Regions from separate parts of the Sus scrofa genome. Here region 1 is linked to region 2. The links are chromatin contacts, called in public Hi-C maps. All regions are on one chromosome and are shown on one strand. Each heading gives the region's core, a stretch centred on a gene start, on an enhancer-like site or on the middle of the called end of the contact. The rest is flanking DNA. Distances are from core to core; before and after follow the strand shown.

The links. A called contact is a pair of places that touch in the nucleus more often than the background predicts.
Region 1: a Hi-C map of skeletal muscle shows a contact between it and region 2, with 8 times the contacts expected there. The contact joins the promoter of SDCCAG8 here to the promoter of AHCTF1 in region 2. A contact is called at or near these places in 2 of 47 Hi-C or Micro-C datasets (blood and skeletal muscle) and 1 of 2 datasets of contacts at active chromatin or transcription factors (alveolar macrophages).

Annotation. Positions count from the first base shown.
Region 1 is chr10:16,188,826-16,194,069 of Sscrofa11.1, reverse strand. SDCCAG8 (serologically defined colon cancer antigen 8) reads right to left here and starts at 2,892. Exons shown (of 16, transcript XM_021064181.1): 1 at 2,023-2,892. The coding sequence starts at 2,089. It overlaps CEP170 (centrosomal protein of 170 kDa), which reads left to right and starts at 2,793. Exons shown (of 20, transcript XM_021064150.1): 1 at 2,793-3,203.
Region 2 is chr10:15,040,527-15,046,425 of Sscrofa11.1, reverse strand. AHCTF1 (protein ELYS) reads right to left here and starts at 4,258. Exons shown (of 37, transcript XM_021064442.1): 1 at 3,857-4,258; 2 at 2,555-2,575.

The DNA of each region.
Region 1 (5,244 bases), core at 1,643-4,142, 1.1 Mb before region 2:
ACTGTGAGGAGGTGCTTCTGACCCAGGTGTTAAAGCCGCCATAATTAAGAACTTGGGGGAGTTCCCTCTGTGGCTCGGCGGTCAACAAACCCAACTAGGATCCATGAGGATGCAGGTTCGATCCCTGGCCTCACTCAGGGGGTTAAGGATACGGCGTTGCCACCAGCTGTGGTGTAGGTCGCAGACGCTGCTCGCTCAGATCCTACATGGCTGTGGCTGCGGTGCAGGCTAGTGGCCATAGGTCCGATTCAAGCCTGGGAACTTCTTCTATATGCTGCAGATGCGGCCCTAAAAAGCAAAAAGCGGGGGGAAAAAAAAAGAGCTTGGAATTCATAGTTAGTTTCAACTTGTTTTCAGACCTAAGTACGTGAAACAATAGCTGTACTCTAAGGCCACTTTCTATAACTCCCTTAGGTGGTCACTGCTATTACTATCCCAGCGGGTTTTAATGAAGCTCCCCCATAATCAAGGTTGCTTCAGCAAGTACACAAGTGCATGTCAAGGTACCGTCCCTACTTTTTGGCCTCTGAGGAGTACCACTAAATGAAAAGGTGGAAGACCTTAGCACAAACGGGTGAAATGATTGGTTTAAGTCTTTTAAACATCTCAAAGAGATAATACAATTATTCTTAGTATCTCAAAAGCGTGATTAACTTTATAACTTTATCTCTTTTTTCTGTCCAAACCTGTTTACCATCTGAAAACACCCCTACAATCGCCTAACACTAAACCATTGTTTTGGTTCTACATTACTTCAGGCTTGACTGTTTACTTATAAAATATCCCTTTTTTAGCTGTTAAACCCTGTCTTTTGCTCATTTTACCTCAATGGTTGTAGGGAATAAAAAATGGAGTTCTACTGGCTTTTTATTACTCTGGTAAAAATAATGGTCATAAACGTTAAAACCAAGAGGTTTAAGAAATGCAAAAGAACAGAAAATAGAGTGAATGACGTCTAGGAGAATAATGAATCCTAAAAAAAAAATGTTTTAATGGCCCCACTCGTGGCAATATGGAAGTTCCCAGGCCAGGGATTGAATCGGAGCCATAGCTGCAACTTGTGCTACAGCTGTGGCAACAAGGGATCCTTAACCCACGGTGGAGGCCAGGTGGGTTAAGGATCCCTTAATGAACCTTTGCCTACACAGCAATCCGAGCCTCCACAGTCATTCTTAGCCCACTGCACCACAGTGGGACCTCTAATATTCCTTAATGAAACTTTTAAGGATTAAGGATCCAACAGAGTCATGGCAGTGGCTCAGGTGGCTGCTGAGGCATGGGTTCAATCCCTGACTGGGAACTTACACACACGTCACAGATCACAGGTGTGGCAGAAAGAAGAAAGAAAGAAGCAAGGAAGGAAGACAGAAAGAAAGGGAGAAAGAAAAAACATAGGCTTTTAAGCTTTTAAGGCAGACAAGCCTGACTGAATTAATACCAGGCTCTGCCACTAACCAGCTGGGTCGGCTTTGGCCTAATTTAACCTCCTTGCACCAGGTCCCCAGGTGTAGAAGAGGGTCACTCATAAGACTGTTGTTAAGTTTTAAGTGATTTAATGTGTGTAAATAGCCTGGGCCGCTAAATAGAAGCTGTTGTGACTAAAATAATTATTAGTGTGTTTTTTCCTTGTCCAATAAATCACATCCAACCCAGCATACTATAATTCGAATGTGTAAAAAGAGCGCATCAGAAATGTACTGGATTAAAAAGAGAGATGTAGGGGAAGTGGGCGACACTCATAGAAGCGTCCTAGAGATTTTGCGGGCGTCGGGTGAAAAAGATGCCCAAGACAAGATCAGGGAGTTGGTTCAGGTAACTATGGGAACTATGGGAATCAAGGGAAGCGATGCTGCTTAACCGTAATAACTATTTAGCCTTCCCTCAAAGATCACAGCAACATCCAGCTTCTTCCTCTGCACTCTGGCTTGGGCCGAACCAAGCCGTTAGGAAATGCACCTGGTCAGCTCCCGTCCACGAGACCCTGGTATTAAGGGGTTAGGGCAAAGGTTCGGAGCAACTCACCCCGGAGACTCCGTTGATACTGCCCCAGAATCTCCTCCAGGGTAGAGTTCTCCGAAGATTTCGCCATGCACACACTCGGAGCTCAGAGACGGGAGTTGCGTGGGGTAGTGTCCAGGGTTCTCCTCTCCGAGAATAAGAGGCCCCAGCGCCCCACAGGCGCCCACCCGCTTCCTGCCGCGGCTGTCAACCCGGAGCGCGGAATCCCAGACGCAGCCAGCCGGGCCTCTTCCCACCCACGGGCCCTTGTGGTGGACCTCGGAAATTGTAGTCCTCGTGTTCCGGGATTACTGTCTCAAGTTCCCAGGCGCCCTCCCAAACAAACTACAATTCCCAGAGGGCAACGCGCTCCAAGCTCACGCTTCAGCAGTTTGGCTGCCAGATCTGGTCGCCAAGAGACCGTTTGGAGGCTCCGCCCATTTCTGTAGCGCTGCCTGTCTTGGTCCTGCCTCCATCCCATCGTGTGTTTGGACCATCTGACAGAAAGCACTCACTGAACGCCTTGATTCTTTTAAGTTCGCTAGAATGCAGTTGACCCTTGAGGCGTCTCAAGAACGCAAATAAATTCTACACTCTTCAGCCACAACTTTTGCCAACACCGCCAAATAAATTCTCAGGAAAAAGAAGCTCTGAATCTCCCAAACAGCCTAAATTGTGAAAGCGGCTGACGCTACAAATTTTAGCACACCCAGCTGGCCACCCGACCTCAGTTTGGAGGAGTTGACGCACTGCCCGCTGGGAAATGTAGTCCTTACGGGTTGCGGTCCCAGCTAAAGCCCAGTCCTCCTCATTGTTGAAGCAGGTCTTTGGTGTACGCCTGCGCAGTCGGCAGCTGGCGAGGCCTGTGGGTGAGACCCCCCACACAACCCCTTTTCATTGTCTGTGCTTGGCGCCTGCGCAGTAGAAGTTCGCCGGGACTGGGCCGGAGCAGGGGTAGGGCCGGGCTCTTCGCCCTCTCCCCTGGCGCCTGCGCACTGGGCGGCCGCTCCTTGCCGTTACCGCTATGTGCGGAGCGTGTGTGGAATAACGTTATTGCCCAGCGGCGCGGAGGGGCCAGGAGCTCGATCGCGGCGGCGGCGGCGACGACGAAGACGACGACGACGGGGTGGGGGAGGAAGCTGGCGAGAGACTCACGGGACGCGGCGCGCCCCGCCCCCCGGTCCGGTGCCTCTCAGCAGTGAGGGGTAAGTGATGCACTCTGATGCCGTCGCCGCCGTCTTCCCACATCCTGCTCCTCCGGTTTGCAGCCGGGGCTCGGGCGCGGCCCGCGGCGGGCGGGGTGCGGGCTGGGCGGCGAGGGGCGCTTCCCGTAGGCTCCGCGCGCTGCCCCCGCCCCGGACCCGGGACCCGGCGGGGCCGCCCCTCCCCTCCCCCCCCGCGTCCCCCAGTCCTGCGGCCCGGCTTCCCCGCTTGTGTCCACGTATTGAGTCGTCTGGGCTCTCCCGGCTTTGTGCAGCCGCTCCGCCCAAGCAGTGTGCAGGGGTGCGGGCGGAGCAGTGGAGGGAATGGCTGCGCTGCCGCTGGTGAAGGGATATTTCCCGGTCCGAGCAGCTCGGTGTCGATCCTTATTGTGTGGTTGTTTTGGGGGTGTGGGGTGATTTGGGGGGTCCGGCGAGGAGCCTTTTGGACGCGGTGGGAGGGCGTAGAAGACGTGGTGTCACGCACCCCGCCAGGCGACTGCACCCGCGCAGGCTGTAGCTTGGTAGTAAACCGGGGGAGGAGAAAGTGGCTTCCTGTCGACTTCATTGTCCTGAGATTCAAATGTGGTCTTTGGTATGTGTCCCTTCATTTTATGCAAGGGAAGGAAAAATTAGCAGCTGCCTAACACAGGGCGGGAAGATGTGGGATTTGTATCCCGAGTCATAGAATCTTTGTTTTTTAGTGTGTAGCAGAGTTTTTATTTATTTGGAGAATGTAAAGCTTCTGGAAGACAAGGACAGTGCCTGTCCAAGCCTTGCCAAGGTGATCAATATAAAATTACTAGATGACGATGAAGAATGGACTAGGAAGGGCCTTGACGACGAAGCTGTTGTGTAGCAGGAAAATGAACCGGCGGAATTGTTTTTTTATTGGGTGGGTAACGCATTCGTGTTCCTAAGGGAGGAGGTTAGGAAACATCTTTCCGTTTTGTTTTTTAAGCATGCAAAACAAAAAATAGGCCTGGTACATTTCTTTTTCTGACTTTTTGAACTGATATTTTTATTCTCTTAATGAAAATTCACCCACTTGGGAGAAATGTGGTAAAGTAGGTGATACACTTGATTGAAAACGCATCTCTTAAAATGATTTGATTATTAAGCTTACAATGCATACAACCATTTGCTGGGGTTAAAACAAACAGAAGAGAGATTGAAGGAGAATGGGGAGGAGCAGGTGGAGGACTGATTTGAGAGGAGACAGTTATATTATAAATACAGTATCCAGGTCTGCACTGATATAACCCTGGCTGGGTAGGCTGCAACGGTTTAGGAATTCAGTTCTGGAACTATTACATTGCAAGTTACAAACCATTTTGTATTTTTCTGCCATTATTTTTTAAAAAGTAAAACCAGTGCTGCTTTTACTTTTTCTTAACTTTGTAGATCTTGTAGAATTTTGGTGTTTTAAAGCTGAAGAGTCTAAAAGCACTTAACAGAGACAAGAGGAAGACGTAAAACTTGGAAAGTGAACTGACTTGTGTGTCCAGCCAAAATACTCATGAAAGCCAGAGTCAAATAAAACCAACGTCTCTGCAATGTGAGCTCCCAGCTGTCTCCCCTAGTCCCCCAGCTTTTAGGGAAAGCTTCTCTACAGACTCTTTGAGTTGTCTGTGACAGTCAGGTTCATTGACAGCTCCGTTGTAGCAGTCTAGTCTTTTTCTTTTGAAGTAAAGATAATAATACTAATGATGTAGAACTATAGTTTTATGTATTAACTTAAGGATATAGAAAAAGATACCCTAAGTGGGCTTTTCTTAAAAACAAAAGCTGTTGGAATTTTCCCCCTACTTCTTATTAGTAACCGTATTTTAGTACTGTTGTCTTATATTGTATTTTATAGTATGATCAACTATATATAAACTCTTAAAAATCAAATTGCCACATAACAAGAACCTATGAGGTTTGTTTTTCTTCAGTTAATGAATTTTATTATTTTCAGCTTAATTTACTTTTTAAGGAGAACACTCAAGTTGAACTTTTAATTAAATGTATGCTTTTTTGTTGAAATTGAGTTTGCCATAAATTG
Region 2 (5,899 bases), core at 3,009-5,508:
GGTCCTACAATTTAGAGCTGGCTTCTACACAGCCACTGGAGTTTACCCCTTCAGTTCCACTAGAATTATAGCAGTGTTCTAAAACTTCCATAGCATACTGATGTCTACTTCAAGAGAAAAAGAACTCCTCAAAGCCCTTAAGGTCTTTTTTTTTTTTTTTTTTGGTCTTTTTGTCTTTTAGGGCTACACTGGCGGCATATGGAGGTTCCCAGGCTAGGGGTCGAATCGGAGCTACAGCATGATCTGAGCCACATCTGTGACATACTCCACGGCTCACGTCAACGCCAGATCCTTAACCCACTGATTGAGGCCAGGGATGGAATCCGAGCCCTCATGGATGCTAGTCGGGTTCGTTAACCACTGAGCCGCAACAGGAACTCCATTAATGTCTTGAAAAATATCATTTTGAACAATAATCTCAGGTTCCATCCAGAGTATTTATAAAAGGTGCAAACTTTGAATTAGACAGAAATGGCCTTAAGTCCAGGTTCTACCACTTACTAGTACATGTAATGTTACACTTCCATATTCTGTCTTCCTCCCTGTCATACCAAAGCTTATAGAAAAGGAGACTACCGATCGCTCCAACTCAGCTTATCACTGTGAACACAAAGGTGTTCAAAAAAACATGCAGTGAATGAAATAAAAGTTTTCCAAATTTAGAAGTTAGCTTTTGAACCTACAGGGCAAAAATTGGCTTCTGGCTTCAAGACCTTTCAAATTCCTAATCTACAGTGTGAATTTTAAATTTCTAAGTGCACTGAAGAAAACTTCTAAAAATTATACTATATAAAGAAAACCTTACATTAAAAACATACATATGTTCACAATCAAACACTAAGCAGCTATGTTTAGTACTGCACAAAATTAAGTAGAGTCCCAGCCTTTATGACCTGCCAGAATTGGCAACCTCTAATATGTAATTTACAAAGTTTCAACATATATATGTTCAAAGACATATAAATATTCACAAACACTAAGCAGCTATGTTTAGTACTGTACAAAATTAGGTCCCAGTCTTTATGACCAGCCAGAATTGGCAACCTCTAATAAGTAATTTACAAAGTTTCAACTCCTGCTCTGTCTAGATAGGCAGAGCAGGAACACTGTGCCAGCTGTCAATAAAAATACTGTTCTTGATAAAGCAGGAAGGATTGTCACTCCCTTCTCAAAAACCTTCAATGACTCCCCTACTGCATATAAAAGCTGACGTCCTCAGCCACACGTAATCAAGGCCCTGCACAATGTGGCTGTCCCAGACTATCTTTACAGGTTTGTCTCCCCAAACCCCTTCCTTCATAAGTTTATTATTACCTAGAATATTCATTCTTTTATTTATGCTATTTCCATGTGCCAAAGCCCCACCCATCACTCAATTAATAGAATCCCAGGACTTTCCATTGTAGAGAAGCTGAAACGAATCCAACTAGTATCCATGAGGATGCGGGTTTGAACCCTGGCCTCACCAATGTGTCAGGGATCCCGCACCGCCATGAGCTGTGGTGTAGGCTTCAGACGCGGCTTGGATCTGGCATTGCTGTGGTGTAGGCCGGTGGCTGTAGCTTCAATTCAGCCCCTAGCCTGGAAACTTCCATGTGCCATAGGTGCAGCCCTAAAAGGCAAAAAAAAAAAAAAAGAAAAGAAAACTCAAATATACTGCAACATATATTCAGCAAACATTTCTACATTTTGTATGTACTTTTACTTTTTTATGGTTCTTAAAAAGACTAAGAATTATGATATAAATGTAAACTATCAATGGGCCCAGAAACTTCCAGCCATTTACCAGTTCTTCTTTCAAACAACTGAATCAGTTATTAATCACCAACTTCTTTTAAAACACTGTGTTGGGTAAAGAATTCAAGTGCAGAAAGATAACCTACTTCTTGACTTCAAAGAGTTTACATTCCAGGAGATACATAATCAACTATGAAAATATCTGATACAAATAAATGCTACAATAAAGGTATATATTCTGTGAGATCCCAGGAAAGAACTGGGATAAAGAGAAATCAAAGAGTGTACAGAAGAGGTGGCATTTTAAGCTAAGGAGTATTTGAAAGCTGGAAACTTGATAAAGGCAGAGATGGTACTCCTGGCTGAAAGACATGAAGGAGAAAAAAAAAAAACAAAAAACCCATCAGACTACATCTTCAAGAAAAGGGGCCCAGGGAGTTCTCTTAGTGGCTCAGGGGTAACAAACCCGACTAGGATCCATGAGCATGCGGGTTCGACCCCTGGCCTCACTCAGTGGGTTTAAGGATCCAGAATTGCCTTGAGCTGTGGTGTAGGTCATAGATGAGGCTCAGATCCAGTGCTGTTGTGGCTGTGGTGTACACAGGCTGCTACAGCTCCAATTTGACCCCTAGGCTGGGAACTTCCACATGCCGCAGGTGCAGCCCTAAAAAGCACACACACACACACACACACACACACACACACACACACACACACACGCACACACAAAAGGCAGGGCCCAGGAATGGAGATGATTCTGGAATGGCTGAAGCATAAATCTGTGAATAGTTGAGGCTGGACAGTAGAAGAGACTTACTGTAGAGACCAGTGATGCAACCTAGGGGGAAAAAAAAAAACCAGACTTCATTCTGAAGAACAAAAGAAAAAATTTCCTAAAAATGTCCATGGTTAGATGAGAACGTTTTGTTCCCTCTTATATCAAAATATGTCTATCTCAAAACTGCTGTATTAACAATCTTTTAAAAATGTTTTTTAAATAATTATTGCCATCTTGCGAATTACTGCCTGCTGTGGTAGTAGGTTATTGAAAAATTAGGATCAAAAATTACGGTGCAGGGAGAGCGTAGCCTTCCCTTAGCACTTAACACACTTAAGAGTATCCCTCAAACATTAACTTGACCGGGCTTGTCATCCCTAGTCAAATCCTCCAAAATAAGTAAACCTACCCTAATTTCTTCTCTCCTCACACATATAGTCGATGAAAGCTCCTAACAGAAAATTCTTAACATCTACTGGCACTTTAGAATATTCTAAGAATAAACTGAAGCTGAGAGTTTCCAAGAGACCCACAATTTATCCTAAAGGACTCAGGTTCTTATCAAATATTTTCTCAAACTGCCTCTTAGAAAAAAGATAATAACGGCTAGTTTGAACCACGTTGGCTTTGAGAACAAATTAACCTCCCCACGGCCCCCAAACAGTCAGGGGTAACTAAAAAATAATCGCCCTCAAGTTTCCAGGTGGGGACAAGCACGGCAAACGAATACCCACTCCAAGATGTACAATGATTTAAATCTCCTGTATCTGACCGATTCACTGCACTTTTCAAATCACGAGTCATAACTTCTTCCCCGCCCCAGACTCACCCGAGCCAGGCCCGGGAGCATGTGGAGCAGACACCAACGTAAGACAGACTGAGAGTACCAGCCGGTTCCGCCAGGGGAAGGCCGGCCAAGGTCTCAACCGCCCCGGAGGGCAGGAGGGAAAAGGGGTCGCAGTCCAGGACCGCCTGGGAAACATGAGGACAAGGCTGTAGGCGCGCTAGGAGCGGGGTGTAGACCCCGAGGCGCCTCTCCGTCGCCATGTGCCGCCGCTCCGCCGAGAAGGAGGTTATATAACCAACGCTCGGAGCTCTGGAGCGCGCCGCACCCGCCAACGACCGCATTCGCCCCCTCGAGCCCGCTCCACGAGCCAGGCAGCTCCGCAGCCCAGCCCCTGTGGCTCGCTGGGCGGCCACAAGCCCGGCCTAGGCCCGGCGCGGGGAGGGGAGGGCCCGCGGACAGGCGCGGCGGGAGAAGCCCGGCCGCTGCTCGCGGCCCAGGCCGCGCCGACCCGCCCTCCGCGCGCCGGCCCAACCCCCGCCTTCCCTTCCCCCTACCTAAGAACGGCGGGTGACCGAGCCGCCGCTGCTGCCGAGTCCAGGGGGCGCGAGGCGAGGCGCGAGCTCCTCCCGCGCGGGTCCGTCACAGCATCTCCCGGGAGACACGGCCGCCGCCGGCAGGGCGCACGCACCTCCGCCCCACGGAAGTTGCCTCTCGGCTCGCGGGCCTCCGCCTGCGACCTCCCCGGCCACCTCAGATCCACACCCCCCGCGAGCGCCTTCGCGGGCTGCTGGGGCGGCCGACTGCTCAGCGACAAAAACGCAGCAGCTGCCTGCGCTGCGGTTCCGGGTCTTCACCCACGCGACTCTACCTCCTCCGCTCCGGCTGCGCCGGCCCGGCTTTGCGCATTAGCCCCGGCAGGCAGACCGAGTTCCACACGCCCGGGAGGGGAGGGGAGGGGAGGGGAGGGGACGGGAGGGGAAGGGAGGGGTGGAGCGGAGAGGGGCGGGGGAGGGCGGAGAGAGGTGGGAAAAGGAAGGGAGATCGCGGCGCGGAGCCCGAATTCTCGCGAGTGTTCGACCTTGGGCGCCAGCTCTGCGGGAATTTTCAAACTCCATGAAATGAGGTTGGGGGAGGGAAGAGGAGGAAAGGGAAGCCGGTCGGGAAGGGCAAGTCATTTACATAAAATGGGATCTCTCCGCCTCCCAAAGCCGAGAGGGGAAGAAAAGACTACAAATCCCATAATGCCTTGCGCGTAAACTTCTCTGGCCACCTAACCCGGGGAGCCGCGCGGAGTCGAGAGTGGTAGTCTTTATCCGGAGTGGTAGTCTTTATCTGGAGCAGCGGCGGGCTCCCTATTGCTAGGGTGTCTTCTGTGGCGGGAGAGTCGTGGTGTTATCATCTGGCGCTGTTTGCTGGCGGCCAAGTGATAATCTTTGCATTTGGCGTTTTTCGTTCTCCCGCTCGGGCTTTCCCTGCGAAAGTGGGCACCTGGCTTATCGGGAAACACTTCTTTTCCCCTCCTGTAGATATTTTTGAATATCCGAGCGTGCTTTTGTGGCCAAAGGTGTTCTCGATGCCTAGTCTAATCTTTTACCCCAAATTTTATCTAAAATTTTACCCCAAATCAGTCTTGCATGTTTGGTTACCCTGGGGTTTCATTGTGGAATTTCTTTTATTTGTTATTAGTATCTTTGAAGTTAGTCCCAGCACCCAACACTTTTCAAATAAACTTCTTCAAACAGAAACTACTCCGCAGTCAGATGTGCTAATTCAAGTCCTTGCCTCCCTCCCATTCTACACTTCCTTTCTTTGTTCCCAATTTATTCTCAGTTCATGGGTGCTGTACTTAGTAGTCTGAAGACAGTGAGTTCTCAACTCAGGTGTGCTGCTAATGAGCTGTGTGACTTAAGGAAAATCAAATAACCTCTCTGGACTTCAGTTGTCAGATCTGTAGAGTAAGGATGACTGGATTAGAGGTTCAACAGATTTATTAGACATATGTTAACTTTAAGGGCCCTGCCAGTTGTAAAATTTTAAAATCTGTCTCATCATACTTATCCGTATTAAATGACTTTCTGAAATGATCTCTCAAATTTTAATCTTTCTTTCCATCATTACTGACAGAATGCTGGTATGCTTTCTGTACGACTTTCTAGATTATCTGGACCTGTACTACAGTATTTCCCTACATAGTTCCCAAGAATCTTTTCTTCACTTTCCTCCAAACAGGATTTTATGTTTCAGTATCTCCCACTGAAAATGGTCCAGCTAAGTCTCTTTTTTCTTACAAATCTTCCCTTCAACTTCAGTCCACTTTAATTACTTAGAACTTGCACTGAAAATATGCTATGTGTATTATTTTATATGTTTCCCCTTTTGCCTCTGACCCCCCTCCATCCACCCACCACCCACATCTCAACTATACCAAGAGGAAACTTTATACTTTTTTTAACACATTAAAAAAAGCATTATACTTTGTTAATGCTTCCTTCATATTTGCTAGGGTTTTTTTTTTTTTTTTTTACTTTCAACTGCTCTGTAAACTGCATTTCCACTTTAAAATCTCTCATTCATCCCTTTTTCCTCTTTTTAGTCAT